Linked DNA regions of Arachis hypogaea: region 1 is linked to region 2. A link is a contact called in public Hi-C data. All regions are on one chromosome and are shown on one strand. The core of a region is the stretch at or near the end of the contact, and the rest is flanking DNA. Distances in the headings are between cores, read along the strand shown.

What was found. A called contact is a pair of places that touch in the nucleus more often than the background predicts.
Region 1: a contact with region 2 is called in a Hi-C map of leaf, with 2.0 times the contacts expected there. The contact joins the promoter of LOC112776888 here to the promoter of LOC112790475 in region 2. A contact is called at or near these places in 2 of 8 Hi-C or Micro-C datasets (both in leaf).

What each region holds. Positions count from the first base shown.
Region 1 is chr3:44,618,026-44,624,274 of arahy.Tifrunner.gnm2.J5K5, reverse strand. It overlaps LOC112776888 (protein OBERON 3-like), which reads right to left and starts at 4,500. Exons shown (of 1, transcript XM_072231928.1): 1 at 4,105-4,500. The coding sequence starts at 4,500. The coding sequence ends at 4,105. It overlaps LOC112790479 (glycerophosphocholine acyltransferase 1), which reads left to right. Exons shown (of 7, transcript XM_029297046.2): 6 at 1-50; 7 at 148-702. The coding sequence ends at 460.
Region 2 is chr3:44,343,065-44,349,898 of arahy.Tifrunner.gnm2.J5K5, reverse strand. LOC112790475 reads right to left here and starts at 2,636. Exons shown (of 5, transcript XM_025832898.2): 1 at 1,194-2,636. The coding sequence starts at 1,203. It overlaps LOC140183482, which reads right to left and starts at 6,276. Exons shown (of 4, transcript XM_072231927.1): 1 at 6,248-6,276; 2 at 6,118-6,157; 3 at 5,692-5,994; 4 at 5,143-5,595. The coding sequence starts at 6,276. The coding sequence ends at 5,281.

The DNA.
Region 1 (6,249 bases), core at 3,251-5,750, 270 kb before region 2:
TTACGCCGGCAAAGGTTTTCAAGAGATCCTGAAGTTATGACTTCATACAGGTAATTAACAACTCTCTCATACTTCCCTAAATCTTTTTCTGTGCTCATGTTTGATTGGTAACATTTTATTCTTATTATTGAATTCATTGTTGTGTAGGGAACTCTCGAAAAAGGCTAAGAAAGCAAACAATTTGTGGTGGCGCTTAAGCGGCTTGCTTGGCGACCAGAATCGCTTGTTAATGTTCATTTTTCTTCAAGCCGTGTTTACTGTGGCAACCACGGCACTGACTGTTCCGATTTTCCTGTCGTATGAAATATCGGTAGTGTTCCAAATACTCAAGGTCTCCGCTTCTGCGTGGAATGGGGCAAGCTTTCTGTTAGATGTGATGCCTAGGCAGGTAATTCTCAAGGAGAAAAAGAAATCAGAAATGCAACCTGCTGTTCAGAATGAAAATGAGAACTCATCATAGATCGTGATGGAAAATGTAGCAAGTTTTGCATGTTGAGATAGTTGTGAATCATGAGGAGCTCATGTATACGTAGTTTGAACTATATAACACTACTGTTAATCAGGTATTAAAGTTGAGGTTGAAATGTTGGATATGCGTATATAGTTTCTCTCTTTTTTCTCATGCCATATTTGTTTATTCAAGTGGATATTCAGCAAAAACACAAAAGGTATATATCTGTTTAGGTGCTTTCTTGTTTGTTATTCAGAGTTCATGGTATCTTTGATCTATCTATTTTTTTTTACAAAGTTAAGATATTTGTATTACTTGTGAGAAAATAATACAATAGTTGTCCAAAAGTGGGACCAAAAGACAGAAAATTGGGGATCTCCCAAGAGAGCCAAATGCATCATAATCTGACAAGAAAATGCTTGAGAAGAATGAAACAAAAGAAGAGTTCTATTGAGCATCCAGTAAACTACTATGGCTATGCAATCTTTGATGAACCTTCAGCGCTATTTCCAATGCTCTTGCCGCATCTAGTTTCTCTCTCTCAAAAATCTGAGTGTTACGAGTTTTCCAAATCCCCCAGTTTCAGCGTCGCAAAAAGTAATCACTGTCGCTGAGGCCCCTTGCGCTACCGCTGATTGAACTGCTTGCCATCACTCCACGAAGGATTCAAACTTGTCATGGTCCGAACCAAGTCATAATTGGCGTTCAAGGGACAAGTTTCTCACCAATTTCAAATTATCAAATTTTCAAAAAAATTGATAGAATCTCTTTTATTTCTAGGACTTTACTAACATAAATATTATTTTTCTATAAATAATAAATATCTATTTTCAGAGACAATAACAACATATTTCAATCATATTCACGACCAAACATGTCAAAATACGTATCATATAAAGTTGATAACTAAAGTATATAGTTAAATGCATAAGTCTTACATAACCAAATCATAATTATTATCTAAACAATTCGAAATTCAAAATAACATAACTCACACGAGGACCCTGTCTACATCATGGAGCATTGACAAACTAAATTTTTGCATGAAAGTTCCATTACATATCACATAGTCTTTGGAAATAAAAGGGGTTTACCGAAATGCATAAGATCTACTATGGAGATATAATAGGGTGAGTTTTGCAACTTAATGAGCAAATATTATATCCATAATCCACACGAGACAATACAAATTTTACCTTGAAAATTATATTTCTTTCTAAAGAAGAGGAATTCATATTTAATTAATTATGCAAATGAATAAATAAATAATTAAGCGGAATGAACTGAAATGGGAGTTCTCATTCCAAAAGTCAAATCAAATCAAATATTACATACTTAGGATGGCTCCAACTCTAAAAGTATCCCTTTCTTGAAGTGTGTCCATACGGTATAACAAATCCAACGTGTGGCCTACACGTTGGGTAGCAACGCCCCTACTAGCTGAGGTATAAATTAGATGGATCTAAGTTAACGTCATAACCACAGTTAACTACAATTTTCTAGTCACAGTCACCCAAACTAAACCAAACCGAATCACTTATAACAAATCCCTAATTCTTATAACATATTACCAAATTTCATAATAAATCATATATATATATATATATATATATAAAAGAATGCATACTAAAATTTAATTAAAGTTTAATGAAGTCAAGTAAGAAAACATGTATACTTTACAAAATATATAAATATCATCTCGTGTTTATTTTTATAAAATTATAAATTTTTCACAAATCAATATTTATTTCAAAAATTTAAAAGTCAAAATAATCAAATATTTTCAAACTCTAAAAATAATGATTCAATTTAAATGTTGATAATAATATCCACTCACAACTTGATTCCGAGGAACCGGAAGCAACTCTGAGCGCCAATGAGCTACCAAATGATATCCAATAACTTTACAACTCTAGAAATATGACAATCAGTGGCAGAGCTTGAAATAAAATTTGGAGGGGAAGGGGGCAGATAGAAAATAATTGTCAATATGTTTTTTATATGGACTCCATTTAAGATAAGCTCGTCTAACCTCATCTCTCTGATTTGAGTGATATTGCCAAATTTGAAACCTTTTTCGAGGGTCTCGTTTCAAAAAATTAAGGTCAAACTAATCAGATGCAACTCTTTGAACTTTTGAAAGTTGTATCTCACTTTTTCGTGATTCATTAAAATAGAAGAACTATCTATAGGTGTTGATATTGTAAAAGTTATATGTTCTCCTTCTTAAATATTAACCTTCCTCTTAAAAAATGCATCAATTTTTTATTTTTCATGATTATTTTATATAAAAATTTGAATATATATCCTGTAAAATATGTAAAAAAGAAGTTAGAAGGACAAATATTAAAATTTATAATATTTATTAAATTTTTTTATCAATTTATACAAATACGATAGTATCAATATTTATTGAATATTGCTCAAATGGCATAGTCTCCTCATACTCAATTAAGAGGTTGCGGGTTCGAGTCTCCTATCTTTGATAAAAAAAAATACTTATTGAATATTCTAATATTTTTTATCATATAAAAAATTAAATTAAATAAACAGTCAAATATAAAATAATATTAAATTATATAAATAAAAAATACCTAATTTTTTATATTTGAACTCAAAGGTAGAGGAAGTGTTGCTTATTGAATAGAGAGTTGCGAAATACGAATACACTCAATTCATCTAAATCCAACATGTTTTGAATTTTTAAAACTAAAAATTATTGTGCAATAAAAACAAGAGATGAAGATTGAATTTTGGTATTTTAAGTTATAGTAAAATATTTGAACCAACTTAACTATTTTTTATTTTTTGAAAAAGTATTACTAATTTTTTTAATAAAAGTTTGGGGGGACATGGCCCCCCTTGTCTGAACTAAGCTCCGCCCTGACAATGATGATGATTGTGAGCTACTAATATTGTCAATTAACATAATCTTACTCACTTTGACAAAAACTCCAAATTTTCTAACCTTAATAACCCTAATTCGGATTTATGTATATCCATAAATATAGAGATGACAAAAATTAGAAATATAGTTAATTATTGAGTCAAAGAGTTATCTTGAAACCTCAATAATAATCGGACTTCACTCATTAAGATGAACTTCTTGATTTGGGGGTTATGAAAAACTGAGATTTTGAATAAATAGAGATAGATAGGAGAAAGAAAGGAAGTAAGATAAGTGAGTTTGATAATAGTATGTAATTGCAAGAAGAAGAAGAAAATATAGAAGAGATGAAGAAGAAGGAGAGAAGAGGAAGAAAGAAGAAATGAGATTGAGAAGAGAAGGAAGGGTTCCAAGAGAAAGAAATAATTGGGGTTGGGGAGCGGGTGAATCACGTGACTCACTAAGTCCCTCCTTCTTTCTGTTTTTTACTCTCTCTTTTTTTTGAGAAAATGACAAATAGGTTCCTGACCTTTTATCCTACAGATATTTTTGTTCCTGATCATTGGAAAATACTTTTGAGTCTCTGACGTCCTTAAAAGTTGGACGGATCAGTCCCTCCATCCAAAAGCCACCGTCAGACCGAATGAAAAAGGCTAACGTGGCTCCCCCCCCCCCTCTGCTTACCTGGCATCATGGCTGCCCACGTGGCACGTGGCACGTTAGTGGGATGGAGCTATTGAAAAATGGACACAAAATTCCCTGTCGCTTAATGCGACGTCGTTTTGTGTGTAGCAACAGGAAGCAGACTCTTGCAGTTAACATTCCTACATCTCCTATACAAGAAAAGCCCTACCATCTCAAATAATTGAATTTTACCAGATAAGAAGTTTGTAAGCCCCATCTTGACAGAAACCAGAATCTCCAACTGCACCTTATGGCACTTCAAAAGAGTCTCTTTGGAGAGGTCAGATCTCCTTTCAAGCCTGCTTTGTAGGCTAACTAATTCATCTTTTTTGTCAGGCTTCTCAATGAGATTCTTTAGGTATTTCTTGGTTGAAGCTATGACTTCATCAGCAAGCTCCTGAATCATCAGTGCTGCGGCGGGAACAGACTCATAAACAACTCCCCTCAGGATCCTCTCAGGCCTTAAGAGCTTCTTCATCTTCCCCCACCATCTAACCCTTCCAAGATTCTCACATTCTCTGAATTCCTACCCCTTGAGTCCCCAGATTGAGTTTTAAATCTTGGTCTAGCAGGCAATTCAGAAAGGAAAAAGGAATGATTATCCAAACTAGTAGTCTTAAACTGGCTATTTTCCTGCATAAAGGAGCTAATACCACCACCATGATTGGAAAAACCAACCCCATCTCCAATTGGCTTGAACCTACTGTGAACAGAACTGTTAGTCCCCTCCCCACAATTCCAATTTGGTCATCCTTACTCACAGAGTAGTCAAAATTATCAGTTGAATTGCGGGTAAGCGAGCAACTTGGGTTGTGTGAGAAAGGGTGAGAGTAAGAGTAAGATAAAGAAGTTGTAGCTGTGCAATCATTATTAGACCATGTTGTAGTTGAGGGCCTGCTAGGTTTAGGCCGAAGGGGTTGTGGTTGTTTCTGATCAGCACCATTTTGTATGGCGTTTGAAGCGGTGAGAGAGAATGAGACATCAGGCAAAGCAAGAGAGAGATTCAGTGTCTCAAGTCGTGGCTTCTTCTCCCTATTACTCTCTTGCTCCTCTTCATCTTCCTCAACTGATCGCTTTGAGGAGTTATTCTCTTTGGCATCACTCAGGCTCAAGAAATCTCTTTCAACAAATTTACCAACATCAAAATGATTTGAATTCTCAGAAACAAGAATCTCTTTGCCCTTGTGGCTAACACCTTTTTCTAAAGAATGATTATTCAGCAATAAGCTCTTACCAAGAATAGGAATATCCTTATCAGCAGCAAGACCCAGCCCTTGTGCATCACAGAGGTAGCTGAGGGTGAGTTCTTGCAATCCTGAGCTGGCACCACCAACCATGCTGCTGCTTGTGGGCTTTAAGGATTAGGGCAGCACACAAAACGATGTCGCATTGAGCGACAGGGACTTCTGTGTGCATTTTTCAAAAGCTCCATCCCACTAACGTGTCACGTGGGTAGCCGTGATACCAGGTAAGCAGAGGGGGATCCACATCAGTCTTTTTTGGTGGGCCTGACAGTGGCTTTTGGATGGAAGAACTGATCCGTAGAACTTTTAAGGACGTCGGGGACTTAAAAAGTATTTTCTAATGGTCAGGGACAAAAATATCTGCGGGGTAAAAGGTCAGGGACCTATTTGTCCTTTTCTCTTTTTTTTTTCTTCTCTTCAGTTATAACAAAACTACTGTTGGATAGGAAGTGCCACAAGGGGTGACATTCTATAGACATCTCCAATTGGGCCACATCATTAACGACAGTGGTTTACTGATTCTGCTTTATTTCCACAGCGGAGACGGCAGGGAGGTCGAAGGAAACCTTTAATGAATCAAGCTCAACCCTGATTGCTTTTCATGCAACGCTTTCCAAACAAATATTTTGATTTTTGAAGGACTTTTTAGGACTCAAATTCTCTTTCATATGGTTGTATTATGCATAATTTGGGGGAAATACTTGATTGAGGCATGTGAAAACCCATAGGCCATTAAGTAACCTGATGTTACATCGTATTGTTGTTTCTTGTTCTAGGACCAGATTATTGTTTCTGCCTTCATTGTTCACAGATGTAGCCAGGATTCGAGAAGCAATTTCTAAGGCAAAAGCAGCATTAATCATGTCATGATTCCACCTACATGCTACCGTTAGTAAGTTCTTAATTCAATATATCTGTATTCATATTGTTGTTGGTAGTAATCTGAAATGGGTAAAGGGGAAACCATGGGTCTTGCCAAATGC
Region 2 (6,834 bases), core at 1,387-3,886:
TGGCAAGCGGGAAAGCCCGCCCCCCGTCCCGCCTCACCCAATGAGGCGGTCCTAGAATCTCACCCCGCCCCGCCTAATTGCGGGCTGGCGGGCCGGCGGGCTAAGCCCGCCAAAGCTCTTTTTTTATTACTAACTACTAAATAATATATATAATTTCACAATCATATTAATAAATTTATAATTTTTAAAGGCATAAAAAATTATATTTTTTATATTCATAAACATTAAAATCGTTGTAATTATAAATATCTAATAAACATAATTATAAACCAAGTTTTCATCCAAAACATAATTATAAATATTGTCTCTAAAGTAACATAAACATAATCCAAACCACTCAATTTTTATCTTCGTACTCTTGTAAGTTAGGTTGGAGGAAGTTAGGTTTTGGCCAAAAAATTGTAAAAATACCTCCTCACTAAAAAAACACTAAGCCCGGCGGGGAAGTCCGCCCCGCCCTGTCAAAGCTCGCTAAAGTCCGCAGTTTAAGCGGTGCGGGTTAGGCAGGCTTTTACTATTTGGCGGTCCTAATTTTTCAGCCCAGCCCGCCTTTTTTGGCGAGTTACGCAGGCCGGCCCGGCAGGTTTAGGCCCGTTTGCCACCCCTACTTAGAACGAAGGATCTAAATGTTTTAATTTTAAGGAGGTTCAGAGATATAAATATATTTTTAATTTTCAGAGATCAAAATATCTGCGAGATAAAAGATTAAGAACCTATTTGTCCTTTTCTCTTCAAATTTTTATACAAGTACTTTTTTTTACTCTAAGAAACTAATCCAAACCCACAAAAACTATTTTTTTTCGCCCTTGGTGAAATAGCAGCAAAACTCTTTCATGCTTTTGGCAGTTTGGTTTTTTAGTATATCAACACTCTACTGTAATAGTCACACTTATTCAAATTGCAACATTCGAAAATTATAGCATAATTTATTAATTAAATTATCCAGATAAGGATAAATACTATGTGTGGAAAATCATGATCAGAAACTGTTTATAATTGTCAGAGTTAGAGCAGTCAATACTACATCAAATTGATGATTTGTTTCCTCATTAGAACCTACCAACTATGTTTATGCAATTTATTTAGAGGAGTTATCTTCTTAATGATATTAAGGGTTTTTCTTCTAAGTGCAAAAAGCATTGCGTTTTTAAGTTTTTAATGCATTAAAGAATCTTTTAGAAAGTGTTGAGTACCTTTATCCATAGAAATCGGAGCTAGTTGGCAAACTCAGCCTTTTAGCTGTTCAAACAACTGCTGGAAATCCCTGTTTGACGCAATCCAATGCAATCTTAGACAAAATCATAAGTTGTGAGACCAGCATGGCAGAAGAATACACAACAGTTGCAAGATATTGCATATCAATTCCCAGAGACTATGATGTTAGAATTTTCTTCTATTGATAGTTGACTTTTGATTTTATAAAAACAGTTTAAAATGCTTAAACCTAATATTCTTGTAAATTATAAAATGATGGAGTGATCCATTTTAGGTTTTAAATGTCATGTATTATTGGGATCTCTTGTAATCTAAGTTTTTGATGGTTAAGACCTGATCATTATATATACATGTTATAAGTAAAAAATTCACCCTTTTATCTAATTTGCTAAGGGATTCATTACTTGCCACCTCTAAAGAGATTCGACAGGATGTGTGTTGTCAAGTACCGAATCCTCACAAATATTATCCCCCAACTACTTGGCTCATGAAATTCCAGAAGTATATATATAGTTATCTTCCATTAGTTACTTCAAATTCCTAGTATTAAGTCTATTAAAAATGCTATTTGTACACCAAAATCAGCCACCAATGTATTTGTGTATAAATACATGTGGTTTAATTTATTTTCAATGTGTATTTGTATTCCAACATGTATTTTATACTGGTGACTGACTTTGGTGGTTGATTTTTGTGTACACGTAGCATAGTCGTAAATCCATAATATTAATATCTAACATATGAAACTCATAAAATCTTTAAGAGAATTAATGAAATATTCAAAGAGATCCAAGAATGAACATTTAGGGTGAGAAATATGTGACTTTTAAGATTTTAATATTCATGAGACCAAAAGCAGTTGAATGGACAAAACTGTTGATCATCTAAAACTCTAATAATCATGGCACCTAAGAAAAAGAAGAAGCAGATGCTAAAGCAAAAAAAGGTCAAGAACATGTGCATAAGACTAGCAAGAACACCTCTCAAAATTTCATAGATATTCTATTACTTGAGCAAACATGGATGAATTTAAATTGTATGAAGAAGTAACAAGAATTGCAGAAAATAATGGTTGGAAGAACCAAAGTTTATTAATTAGGGCAACATACACACAAAGAAATTTCTATGAACTATGAATGAGAACTTCAGAAGAAGGAAAATTAGTTACCAGTTATAGAAAAGCTAAAACAGAAAACAAAACAAAAACAAAACATGAGAAAACTGATCAAAATCAGAAGAAAAACTCGCCTTGAAATAGCAATAACAACAAGAAGTTCCACTGATCAGGAGAGAGAGAGAGAGAGAGAGAGAGAGAGAGAGAGAGAGAGAGAGAGAGAGAGAGAGAGTTTGTATTGAATCGTAGGTATTGTACCGAAAAAAAATTAAAAAAAAAAACTGGGCTAAAAGTTCAATTTATGTTTCTTCATTGAATTGGTGCTTGACCTTCATTTTAACATTATACAACTGAAGCTAAACAGAGTTGACTCTGATCTGTCTCTTCTTGTTGTCTTAAAATGAAACTGTGAAAACTATATACTCTTTAGTTTCTTTTTTAATATATAACGTTGCGTGGGAATGAATAATCATAGAAACTAAGTTGCCTTTTGGTTGGTCTCAGCAGTTACAACTTACTAGAAAGAAGAGAGAGTTTTTGAGTTTTTTGAATTCACTAATACGGTAAATCACGCTTTCTTACAATGCAAGTTATTTCTTATATACAACATGCTGCTAACTAACTTCTCTTGATAGAAATAACTATGATAGATATCTCTTAACAAATTCCTATCAGCTAGTAAATTACATGATTTGCCAAGTCTTTAATTCGACTCAAATGACATCTCTCCAACAAGAGTGAGTAATAGCTTCATCATAGTGTTTGGGTTCAGTGATGGAAGAGACAACCAAGAAAAACACCTTATATGCATGTAACAAGTTCTCATATAAATGATTAGACATGATTTGATGCAGCAACAGAATTTGGGAATATAGAATTGAAGACATGAACTGTTGTATTAAAAGGCAAATGATCCCTCATAGAAGACTACATTTTGAGACACACTCATAGAAATACTCCCTTAGAAGACTATATTTCTCTCTATTATCCCATTTTGTCGAGGACTTTCTCTGAGTTTGGAAGTCCTGCATCTCACAACCAAATTGACAATCAAATGCACCCATTCATTGTGAAGTATAAGACATTTGTGAGACATAAGTATTTTGTCCCAATATGGATGCAACGACAACTTGTTTATTAGGCAAATTTATTTTTATTGGCTTTGTGAATGCAACTAGAGAATGGGTTATATGGATATAGTGGAACTTATCAATGATCCAAGAGTCACCATTTTTCAGAGACATTTTCATGAGCACAACTTGGAGTATAGCCTTTTATCTACCTCCAAACCATCTGCCTATGCCACTTTTACCATGTGAGAAACTTGCAGCAAATTAAAATTTTTGAATTTTAAATTTTCTGAATTCACTAATTATAATATGGTAAATCATACTTTCTTACCGTGTAAGTTATTCCTTATATACAACTACTAAAACAAACGGCTTAAACCGTCTTGCCTAATTTATATATGTAATCTTTTTTGTTATTTTTAAAATTTCAACTCAAAATAATAATAATAATAATAATAAAAGGATTAAATATAAAAGGAGAAGAGATCTTGGCCTTCGACTTCTTCAGATTCTTCTTCTTCTCTTATCTCCACACACCTTACATTTTTTTCTACTAGGGTTCTTTCACACCATGAGCAACTAAACTTCCATTGTTAAGGTTAGGAGCTCTATTATTTTAATGGATTAATATTATTATCATTCCTCTCTTGATCAATGCACTAGTTTATTTTCAAAGATTGGTTTCGTTCTTTATCCTAGGAATTAGGGTATATTACAAGATAACTCTTTTTCTAATTCAATTCTTGTTGAATCTTAGAAAACTTAAATCACTTGAATAATAGCTTGAAATTAATTACTCATAATTCTCTGATTACCTGAATTTAACGTGATATGTGACATATAATCATCTTATCTTTGGGTAACTAGGATTTGTGTGGCTCATAAATTAGGATTGGATTTAAACTTCTAATTTAAATTAAGCGACCAAGGAATTGGCTATTAGTTTGGTTAAAAGAGATTAAATTGCTAAGGAATTATGCTTTAATCAATTAGGGTTTGCCATGAATTGAACTTTTGCATTATATTAAAGTGTGTGATAAGAACTACTAACCCGGAAATTTAATATCTCCAAAGCCTTTACTGTTTTCTCATACCATTTTTACCAACCGTTCATTACTTGATTTCTTGAATTCTCTAATTCATTGCTTTATGATACTTGGAACACAAATCACTCAAATTGGCTTGTTTGACTAGTCTAATCATCCAATTATTTTTGCTCAATCTATCAATCCTCATGGGATCGACACTCACTCACCTGAGTTATTACTTGGTACGATCATGGGATCGACACTCACTCACCTGAGTTATTACTTGGTACGACCTAGTGTACTTGCTGGTAAGTTTATGGTATTCGAAATTTCGCAACCAACCACATGACAAAGGGTTATTTATTAGAAGTGTAAGTTTGGTTTGTTCAACTTTAGGGTTCTTATTTGTGGCTGTTGTTGTATCAATGTTGGGGGTAGAATTAGAAAGGGTTTAGGTCACATTAGGAGATGGAATTGAGAATTAAATTTAAGTGTTTTTGGTTGTTTACATATGGCAAAGTATGTACAAAACCTTATCAGTATATGAAATCGAATTTATGCCACCAATGAAAGGGAATCTGATTATAATGAAACTAAATGTATTATACACCATAAAACCAAATATAATATCATATAGTCATCCAAACAGATTCCATAAGGTTTGTTACATAATAGCAACCATAATGTGATAATATCAAACATAAGACACAAAACATAATACCAAAACATAAAACACTAAACCAGTAGCCCAAAATAAGTACTAAAGTTGCATAGTTGCATTTTTTTAACAAAGCATAAACATCACATGATCCAAAATACAAAAGTTAGCATATCCTATTGCTACATCTTGTCATTACTTCTTCTTTGCATTGGTGAGTCCAAGAGTTGGAATGAATTGCATTAGCCTTGTTGTGGTGCCAGAGGTAGCAGCAATTGTCTCAACAATAACTGGTGTTGGTATTGGTCCAGGTGTTGGTTGATTTGGTCTTGGTGCTAGTGGCACTATAACTGGTATAGGAGCGAATCCTATTGGTGCTAATGGCCTTGGAATAGTTGTTGGATTTTGGAGTCTGACTATTTGTTGCTTTGGTCTTGGAGCCTTAAAGGCAGGGTTGGCTGGTGGTGTAATGTTATTGGTAGCTTGTGCATTAGGGCCTCCAAAAGCATGCTATAAATTCCAAAAAAAAAAAGTAATTACAACATTGACATATACATTGATATATACTTATTAATATCAGGCAAACAAACAATAGTTAGAAGATACCTGTGACTGTGGAGCTGACTGTGATAGTTGCACCTCTTCTTGGAGTTGAGCAGTAGTTGCATTTGTTGCAGAACTTGCCTCCTTTGCCTTACTCTTGCCCTTAGTTTTAGATTTTGGAGGAGGTTTAGGCTTTGGTGGTCCTTTGCAAGTCTTGGCATTATGTCCAGCAATACCACATTTTTGGCAAATCACTATGAAAGTCCTTCTCCCCTTGGTCTGATAATGACTATCTTCAATAGGGGTCTGACTTCCCCCTTCTTTGTTGGGCGCCGAATAGGCCTCTTGAACTTTGGTGGTTCTGGACTGAGATATTCATTTTTCTCCAAATATTTTTCGGAATTGACAGGCTTAATATAGTGGTGATATGTTGCTCTAAAAGCATCCATCTTGAGCTATTGATGCACCTATGGCTCTGGTCTGTCATACCTTTTTTGAATTGCTGCTAGCATATGCACACAAGGAAGACCTGTGTGAATTAGTGTTCAAACATTGAGTTTATCTTATTTTCATAATAACATGAACATGTGTAGTAGAATATGCCAAAATTCTTTTTTACCTGTCAATTGTCACATGTTGCAAGTACATGTTTGTCACATGTTGCAAGTACACATTGCACTCATTATCCCCAGTCCATTAAGTAGTCCAATACTTGGTCTCCTTCATGGTATCCTCCAGCTTTTTTTGTTATACTGGGGCTAGTACACCAGTATAAGTACTTAGGACCTTCTTGTGTTTGGTTATCCTTCTCATTAAATAATAGTGCAACTCTTCCAACATAGTTAGTATTGACTTTCCTCTGTAGTGGATAATTTTTGTATTCCACACCTCACTCATGTTATTGGTGACATTGTCTAACTTGGGCCAGTGACGGAAGTAGGCCTTAGTCCAACATGCAAGCTAAAACTTTGCAAGGTAAGCCCATGCCTCTTTGTTAATCCTCTTGAGCCTTTGCATTTGTTGTTGGAATTCTGCATCTGTGCTACTCTTAGCACAAGTCCAGACCATGTTTTTCAAATGTGTGTCCTTAAATATTCTTACAAGGTTCTGCCATATGTGTTTAACACAGTTTCTATGATGGGCTCTAGGCATAACCTCATGCAAAGCAAGCAGCAGTCCCTGACAGTCAAAATAGTCCCAAAAAAA